Linked DNA regions of Mus musculus: region 1 is linked to region 2. Evidence: chromatin contacts called from public promoter capture Hi-C data. All regions are on one chromosome and are shown on one strand. Each heading gives the region's core, a stretch centred on a gene start, on an enhancer-like site or on the middle of the called end of the contact. The rest is flanking DNA. Distances are from core to core; before and after follow the strand shown. Region 1 holds the start of Dgkg (diacylglycerol kinase, gamma). Region 2 has its middle 46 kb from the start of Tra2b.

Region 1 (3,698 bases), core at 911-3,410, 340 kb after region 2:
GCTTCATGTTTAGTGAGACCCTGTCTCTAAAAATAAGGTGGAAAGTGATAGAGGATCTCCCCTCCCCCCTTCTCCCTCTCTCTCTTGTGCGAGTACACACACACAACATGTATACAAATCGGGAGGCATGCACATAGAGAGAAGTATGGGATACATACACACAGATATTGAACATGCACACACAGGCGCGGGGCATGTACATACACACAGAAACATGGGACACATACACACACCACCTTCAGATCTTTCCCGGAAACGGTAATGCCTAGGTGGCTGGAGTTACATGTTAAAGGGATGGGGGTGGGGAGGCGCTTAGATCAGACCAGAAGCACCACAGGAAATTAGCTTAGTTGCAGCTGTTTTATTTAATGAGTATAATTTATATTCAAAGTAAAATTTCTGGCAAATACAACCCTTTAAGCAAGAAACATCTTCCCATGTTAGGGGACACCCATAGACTGAGAAGGTTATAGTTGTAAACAGTCTCTCTCTCTCTCTCTCTCTCTCTCTCTCTCTCTCTCTCTCTCTCTCTCTCTGTGTGTGTGTGTGTGTGTGTGTGTGTTCTCACACACATTTGTTTTCTGATGTTTGCCCCGTGAGCCAATGTCACTCCTTCAGTCCTTTGTTGACTGTGGGGATACCCTGTACTCCAGCAAGTGGATCCTGAAGCTGCGTTTTATGAACACTGAATCCCAGGCACCAAGATAACAAAGTCGATGTCCCCTTCCAGACCAGAAGGGCAGACTACTGTCCCTCATGATGTTTGGAGGTGGTCATTGTACATCTCTAGATCTATGATGTGTCCCCTAAGGCCCCGAACCGAAAGCTTGACAAACAGTTCTCCTAGGTCCTGCTCCCCACAGGGAGGCCATCGTATGCTAATGAGGCACGGACAGATAATCTAGCAGCCGGGACAAGTGAGTCCGCAGGTCCACCCAGCACTCTTGAACGCCACTGTGGTTCAGTCACATGTCATCTGGCCCCTCAGCAGACCCTCCTGGTGCCCTCCTCCTCCCACCCCCGGCGACTGAGGGAGGGGTCTCTCCGCTACCTAGCTACCCAGAATTGCACAACGGGACTGCTTGCATATGGTGCTTTTCTTCCCTGTCCACAGCAGGGATGGAGGCAGAGCCCCTGAATCACCTGTAGGGCTTTTACGAGCTCCACAGCCCCCTCCTCAAATTCTAGTTCACTAGTTCTGAAGAAAGAGACATCAGGAGATATGTGTGCGGGGGTCTTGAGGAGTTCTCGTGTATGTCCCACGGCCTCACAGCCCCACAGGTAATTCTGGAGGTTCCCTTATAGAGATACCAACACAGACAGGTCTTGTGACCCAAAAGAAACAGGCCGATATTAGATTCCCACGACGCTACCCCTTTTATTTGCCAAGGTGTCTGTATTCTCTTCAGCTTCTCTCTAAACCCACCACCCTAGAGGCTTTGAACTTGGAGTGTCCCAAAGTCTCAGAACCCTGCGAGACTGTCAGAGGCTCTGGCGGCCAGACAGCAGAAAGACATTCTCTGCTCCCCGCAGCCCTCGGGTTCCCTGTGCCGCGCTCTGGATACCCTGGAGTCAACGTAAGAAAGGATGGCATTTGACCAGTTGCTTCAGCAAATTGCCCGAAGCAAGGCCGCTTGTCCTCTGCACACCTTCGCTTCTGCACCGACCACATAGGGAGGGGGCCCCACCCTGCCCAGTCCACTGGCGCATCCCCTCTGGCCAGGGTTTGTGGCAGGTGGCGCGGTCAAGATGAGCGCAGGGGCCTCGTCTGCAGTTCCTTTCCCTATCGCGGGACCCACTCTTGCTTTGCCCTGGCTCTCCAAGTTGCTGCCGGGTCCCCCCAAACTGGTGATCCCTGGTTCGCGGTCGCGGTCTTACCTCACCATGCAACACTTGGTTGCGCGCTTGCCGGGGGCGCTCCCTCCTAGCCGCTTATTCCCTTACTTGGGAGGAAAGAGGAACCGAGAGACAGAAGGGGACCGAAGCGGGCGCCCGGGCGATCTCCCGGTGCAGCCCTCTCTGGGGCGGAGACATCAGGCAGCCACCAGGGTTGGCGCCCCGGGGTCTTCCGCCTTCGCTGCTGGAAGGGAAGGCTGCCTCTGCTACCCGCTACGGCACTGCGGCTCTGCACCCTGTCCCTCGCAGCATCGCAAGTCCAGCTGCCACTCTCGCTGCGGAGCCCTGCCCCCCGGGCGCAGTGCCCGCCCCCGCCACACACCCGCGCGCGCAGACACACGCGCACCCCACAAACACACTGGTGCACACACATAAACACGTGCTGCGCGCACACTCGCACACCCACGGATGCGTTGGGTGGGAACCTCTGTACATGATCAGGGCACTCCTGGCTGGCAGGGCTTTGGTCAGAGTGCTGGTTGGTGGCTGTGAGAAACCAGCTGACATCAAGGTAGAGGACATTACTTGAAAAATACAATGTCCTCTGGCTGTTTACGTTCCTTAACCTAGAAACCTAGGGGTCTGAGCTGCCTAAATATTCCAACCAAAGCAAAGAAAAATATATTAACATAAAAATAAATCAACAAGTTCTCTGTTTTCTAGGAACTCGCTGTCTCTGATGTCCATTGTCATCGATCCCGTCCAGAAGGACATTTCTGACAATCTTGACCCAGTGGCAGCAGATTGGTGATTATTTCTCCTCTGCAGGCATACATGGTCGGGATCAATCTAGCTAAGCAGAAAGGGGCTCTGATGGATGGGTAAGGTCTCAGGACTAAAGATTATGATTTTTCTCCTTTGTCTTTGCATGACATTGGGTAGTCTTCCTACAGGACAAATAAAACACTTCTAAAACAAACAAAATATACATGCACAAGAAAAAAGAGAACTAGAAAAAAAAAAGGAAAAGTAGAAAATTAGAGAAAATGACGTGGGATTGAGGATAAGGCCCAAGAGGCTGCAGTGGCAGAGGCACGGGGACCTGTGGGACCTTTTCTTTCCATGACGCGGGTGTCTGCGTAGGGTGGCAGCAGCGGCGATGTTATTTCAACAGAATGACTTTTGTCAGTTTCACACCACATTTAGAGTCACCAGGAGTTTACTCTCATCTGTAAAATATGTGGAGTTCACCCGTTTCCACAGCCAAGAATTCTCTTCTGCCAGTGGGCAGTGGAGGTCCCTGTGTGGAACTGCAGCCAAGAAAAGCTTTTTTTTCGGAACGCAGAGGAGCAGGGGACTGTGTGTCTAGGCATCTGGGGAGGAAGCTGCAGACGTGACTGTTGAAAAGCACTGAAAGACCCAGTGGTTAACTCATCCCTGGCCACTAGCAGGGGGTGATGGAACCAAGACAGAACAGAAGTCCTGAGAGCTCTTACACTTCCTTCCGCATGATGATAAGGGCAAAGCCAATGGATGGATGGATGATACCCTGTGCTCACACTTCATCCACAATCCATTCTTTGATCCAGGGCCCCTGGGTAGCTTCTCAGAGCTGCCCTCAGCCAGGCTGACACACTTGGTGTGAGGGTGTTCTGTAACACGTGTGTGAGTTTGTCCTTCATCTTCTTGTTTCCATGTCAGGTACTGACTTACTCATTCCGAGAATATTTATTAAAGTTCCTGCTATCTTTTCAGGCACTTCGCACTGACTCCCGTCATGGACCTCACCTGGGAGAAAAGAGGAATGGAAAGACAGAAAGGGCTTAGAAATGTTAGTGTCTTGTCTTTTAAAAAGGCAGGCC
Region 2 (3,653 bases), core at 1,147-3,646:
AGGGAAAAGAACTTCACACACTAATCGAAGACATTTGAAGATGGCCAGGTGTGGTGGTTCCTTTAATCTCAGCACTCAGAGTTGCACTCTGTGAGTTCCAGGCTAGCCTAGTCTATGTAGTGAGTTCAAGGCCACAGGCCACAGAGCTACTCAGTGAGGATGACAAACCCTTTATGTGGTACTTGTAGAAGGAAGCAATGGAGAAACTGGACCAATCTTCCCCAGGCTCCTTCATGGACCACACCACCCTGAGTCTTGATGTGCCCTGACCTGTGACCCCCTACCTGCCTACCAATCTTGACCTTCCCATTGCCTTAACTCCTGTGTCTAATCCTTCCCACCTTCCAGGTGCTTGCCACTAGATGGCAGGGCAGGTCTAGATGAGACAAAGTTTCCAGAACCTCGGTCCAGGTAGATTTTTTTTTTCAGGGCTTTTTTTGGGGTGGGGATAGAGTCAAAGGAGTTATGTGGGGCATAACTCCTTCAGGTCTCTTGTTTCTATGCTCTCAATCACCTCCATGATCAGTTTACAGACTTGTAACCTTGGAACCTTCTCTGGGTCTGACACTAAACTAGATGTTATGTCCGTCTGTCCGTCTGTCTGTGGTGTGGAACTCGGGGAAGTAGAAAAAGAACAGCTTATTGCAAGGCCTCAATCCAGCACAGCCTACACAGGAGTCAGGAGGACAAGCCTTCAGGGTAGACAAAGGGTGTCATGAGCTCAGAGCACAGAGTCTCTTAAGAGCCACAGAGCCCCATGAAGGATGCAGGACAAAAGGGAGGAGGTGGGGATGATGCCCCAGGTGCCTGGGTGTGAACAGCACCCTAACACTGGCAACTCCTAAGATGGTGGCTTCCTGACATTAGGGCTTGCCTCCTTGAGCAGGTTGATTTGGTGGCAGAGTAGGGACTTCGTGACCTGACACTGTAGGTATCATGTGGGAAATGTCCTGATCAGGGGAAGGAGTCAGAGCAGGGTGACAGATCCTGCTCTTTGGCAATAGGGAAGTGTGGGCCTGTGACTGTGGGGCTGCAGGGGCTGCGCAGCTGTAGCTCCTGTCTGTGTCATTACAAGGGTCAAGCGCTTGGCCCTGATGGGATGGAAGGAGTCACCCAACAGCTACACATCTGTTGTCTGCAGTTAGGTCAGCCTCTTCTTTTTCTTCATTAATGTGTGTGGCAAAGACTGGGGAGACGATGCCTGCTCTTCCTGGCACGCAGCTGGGCCTCATTTCCTAGTACATTCTGCAGTGAACTGCAGCTGTGTAGCCGACTTACAGATGCTCCAGTTACGATCAGAAGTGATGCAGGAGCCGGGCGAGGGCAGTGCACATCTTTAATCCCAGCACTTGGGAGGCAGAGGCAGGCGGGGGCTCTGAGTTCGAGGCCAGCCTGGTCTACAGAGTGAGTTCCAGGACACTCAGGGCTACATAGAGAAACCCTGTCTCAAAAAGCCAAAACTGAACCAAAACAAACAAACAAACAAAAAAAAACCCCAGAAGTGATGCAGGATGCTTCTAGGCTTGTGCACAGCTCTTAGCTCTGTTGCAATGCTACTTCATCCTCACCATGTACTGATGCTCACAGAAAACTACATTTAGGGAATGGTGGCCCCAGCTACAGAAACTTCATGTCGAAGAACAGCCCCAACTCAAGAGATAAATAAATTAAATAAATAAACAAGCATATCTCTTTAAGGGGCTAACATGACGGTCTATTAGTTAAGAATGTGTGCTGTTCTTCCCAAGGAACCCAGTTAATTCCCAGCACCTGCACTGAGCAGCTTAGTCTACCCGTGACTCCAGAGCCCAGAACTTCGGATGCTTTGGACCTCCTCGGGAGGCACTTGCACTAAGGTGTTTGTGCACACGCACACAATTGAAAATGGTAAACATTAAAATATAAAAAAATCCCACAGATTAGAAATACCTACTTTGAACTTTATTTGAACCAGAAATGAATTTCCATACAACTAAGGGCAATTCACGTTGTGCCTGTTTTACAAAGAGGAAAAAGGGATCAGAAAGGTCAAGTAATTTGCATAATGTCACAAGGTTGAAAGTAACTATCCTGAGTGAGCCTGACTGTTCAACTCTCTAGCCCAAATCCTGTCCATGGCAATCTACTGCTTCCAGTGTGAGGGACTAGTTCCTCAGTGCCTACGCTGTGCTTTCTCTTCCTATTTAAATCACCCCTCTGTAGATTGGGGGTCTAAGTTGCAAACCTAACAGAGGAAAGAATCCAAGGATCCCATTCTATAGCAAACGGCATAGGAGGAAACCTGAGAGCCGGATAGGGCTGGCAGAGCTGGCTCAAGCTGCAGGGCCTGGGTTCAAGCTCAGGAACCTGGAAGTTCTAAAGAGTTTTTGATTTCTAATGACACTCCTGCTGATCCTCTGTGTCCCTCCCATCTGGGCTCAGAGGTGACCTCTATGAGCTGCCCAGAGAGGCCCCAGTTACCTCTTTGTTCAACAATGGCCGAGATAACAAAAGGAAATCAGATGCAGGTGAAAGTTTATTTTTAACATTTCTGAGGCCAATGGGGGGATTTAACAGGAAAATCGGAGCTTTTCTGCTGTCTCTCTCCAAAAGTGGCTCTCATGCTTTTGGCTAGCCTGGACTCCAGTGTGCTTGGATCTTATCCAGGGGCTGATGGGGGACAGGGTAGACAGTGTAGTCTTTCTGGGCCTTCTTTTGGCAAGAAATAGACATTTGGGAGCTGGGAATGCAGCTCAGTTGTTAGAGTGCATGATTGCCCATGCTAGAGTGCATGCCCATGTTAGAGTGCATGATTGCCCAAGGTTATCCTTGGCTATACAATGATTTTGAGGCCAGCATCAGCTATGCTGGGGGGAGGGGAGGAGAGATTTCTTTGTTTGAAGTTGGAGTTCAGCTTGCCTTCCCTGGCTGTGATCAACAGCTCTGGAAGCCCAGCTGCTCAGGACATCTCATATACATACCATCCCTTTACCCTTCCATCAAACGGGACTGACACTTGAACAAATGTGTGGTAAAGGGGATGTTTGTTGGGCTCAAGGACATGTGGCTTTAGTTACAGTTGGGGAGGTTGAGGCAGGAGGCAGGAGGGCTGCAAGTTATGTGTAGTCTGCTTAAGAAAAAAACAACAAAAACCCACCACCCACCCAAACAAACAACAAAACACAAGGGAAAAGACTGTTCTGTGAAACCCTTAGCCCATCGTCTCAGCTCTATGGTTCTCTGACTAGCAGGCTCACCACCTTCCGGTTGGAGAAATTGGTAGTTCCTGACTTCCTGTCCTGGCTAATAGCACTTCCTCCACGTACCCAGCATTCCCCACTTTCCTCGATAGCAGCTCCTAAAATTCAACAAGGGTCAACTCAAGGCCGAATCTCTCACAGGGCACCTTGTTCTGTTTTCTGGTTGTTTTGGCTTCTCTTCCTTCTCCTGCTCCTCCTCCTCCTCTTCCTGTCCCTTTGAGATAGTGTCTCACTATGTAGCCATAGCTGACCTAAAATCTGCTCTGTGGACTCAGGTGGCCTTGAACTTGTAACTAACCTGCTTCCTCCTGTGCTGTGACCAAATTCTCAAGCCACCACACCCAGCCTGTTTTCTCACTGTAAACAAATTTTAATTCTTTGAAACTTTCATACAATTATTTGATTATATTCATA

Evidence for each region. Promoter capture Hi-C pulls out the DNA fragments that hold promoters and counts their contacts.
Region 1: a contact with region 2 is called in a promoter capture Hi-C map of embryonic stem cells, with 3 times the contacts expected there. The contact joins the promoter of Dgkg here to the enhancer-like site in region 2. A contact is called at or near these places in 13 of 39 promoter capture datasets (the 3T3-L1 cell line, the C10 cell line, HPC-7-derived erythroid cells and 7 more), 1 of 15 datasets of contacts at CTCF or cohesin (large pre-B cells), 2 of 115 datasets of contacts at active chromatin or transcription factors (embryonic stem cells and stem cell-derived neural progenitor cells) and 3 of 9 other capture datasets (embryonic stem cells, liver and pancreatic islet).

What each region holds. Positions count from the first base shown.
Region 1 is chr16:22,655,071-22,658,768 of GRCm38.p6, forward strand. It overlaps Dgkg (diacylglycerol kinase, gamma), which reads right to left and starts at 2,161. Exons shown (of 25, transcript NM_138650.2): 1 at 1,879-2,161.
Region 2 is chr16:22,310,490-22,314,142 of GRCm38.p6, forward strand. No RefSeq gene overlaps it. Among named protein-coding and RNA genes, the nearest start is that of Tra2b, 46 kb to the left of the region's middle. Within about 2 kb of position 2,397, at least 8 of the 459 cell types and tissues checked have an H3K27ac peak or open chromatin away from gene starts, as enhancers often do. A contact at or near this core is called in embryonic stem cells, where this site is marked.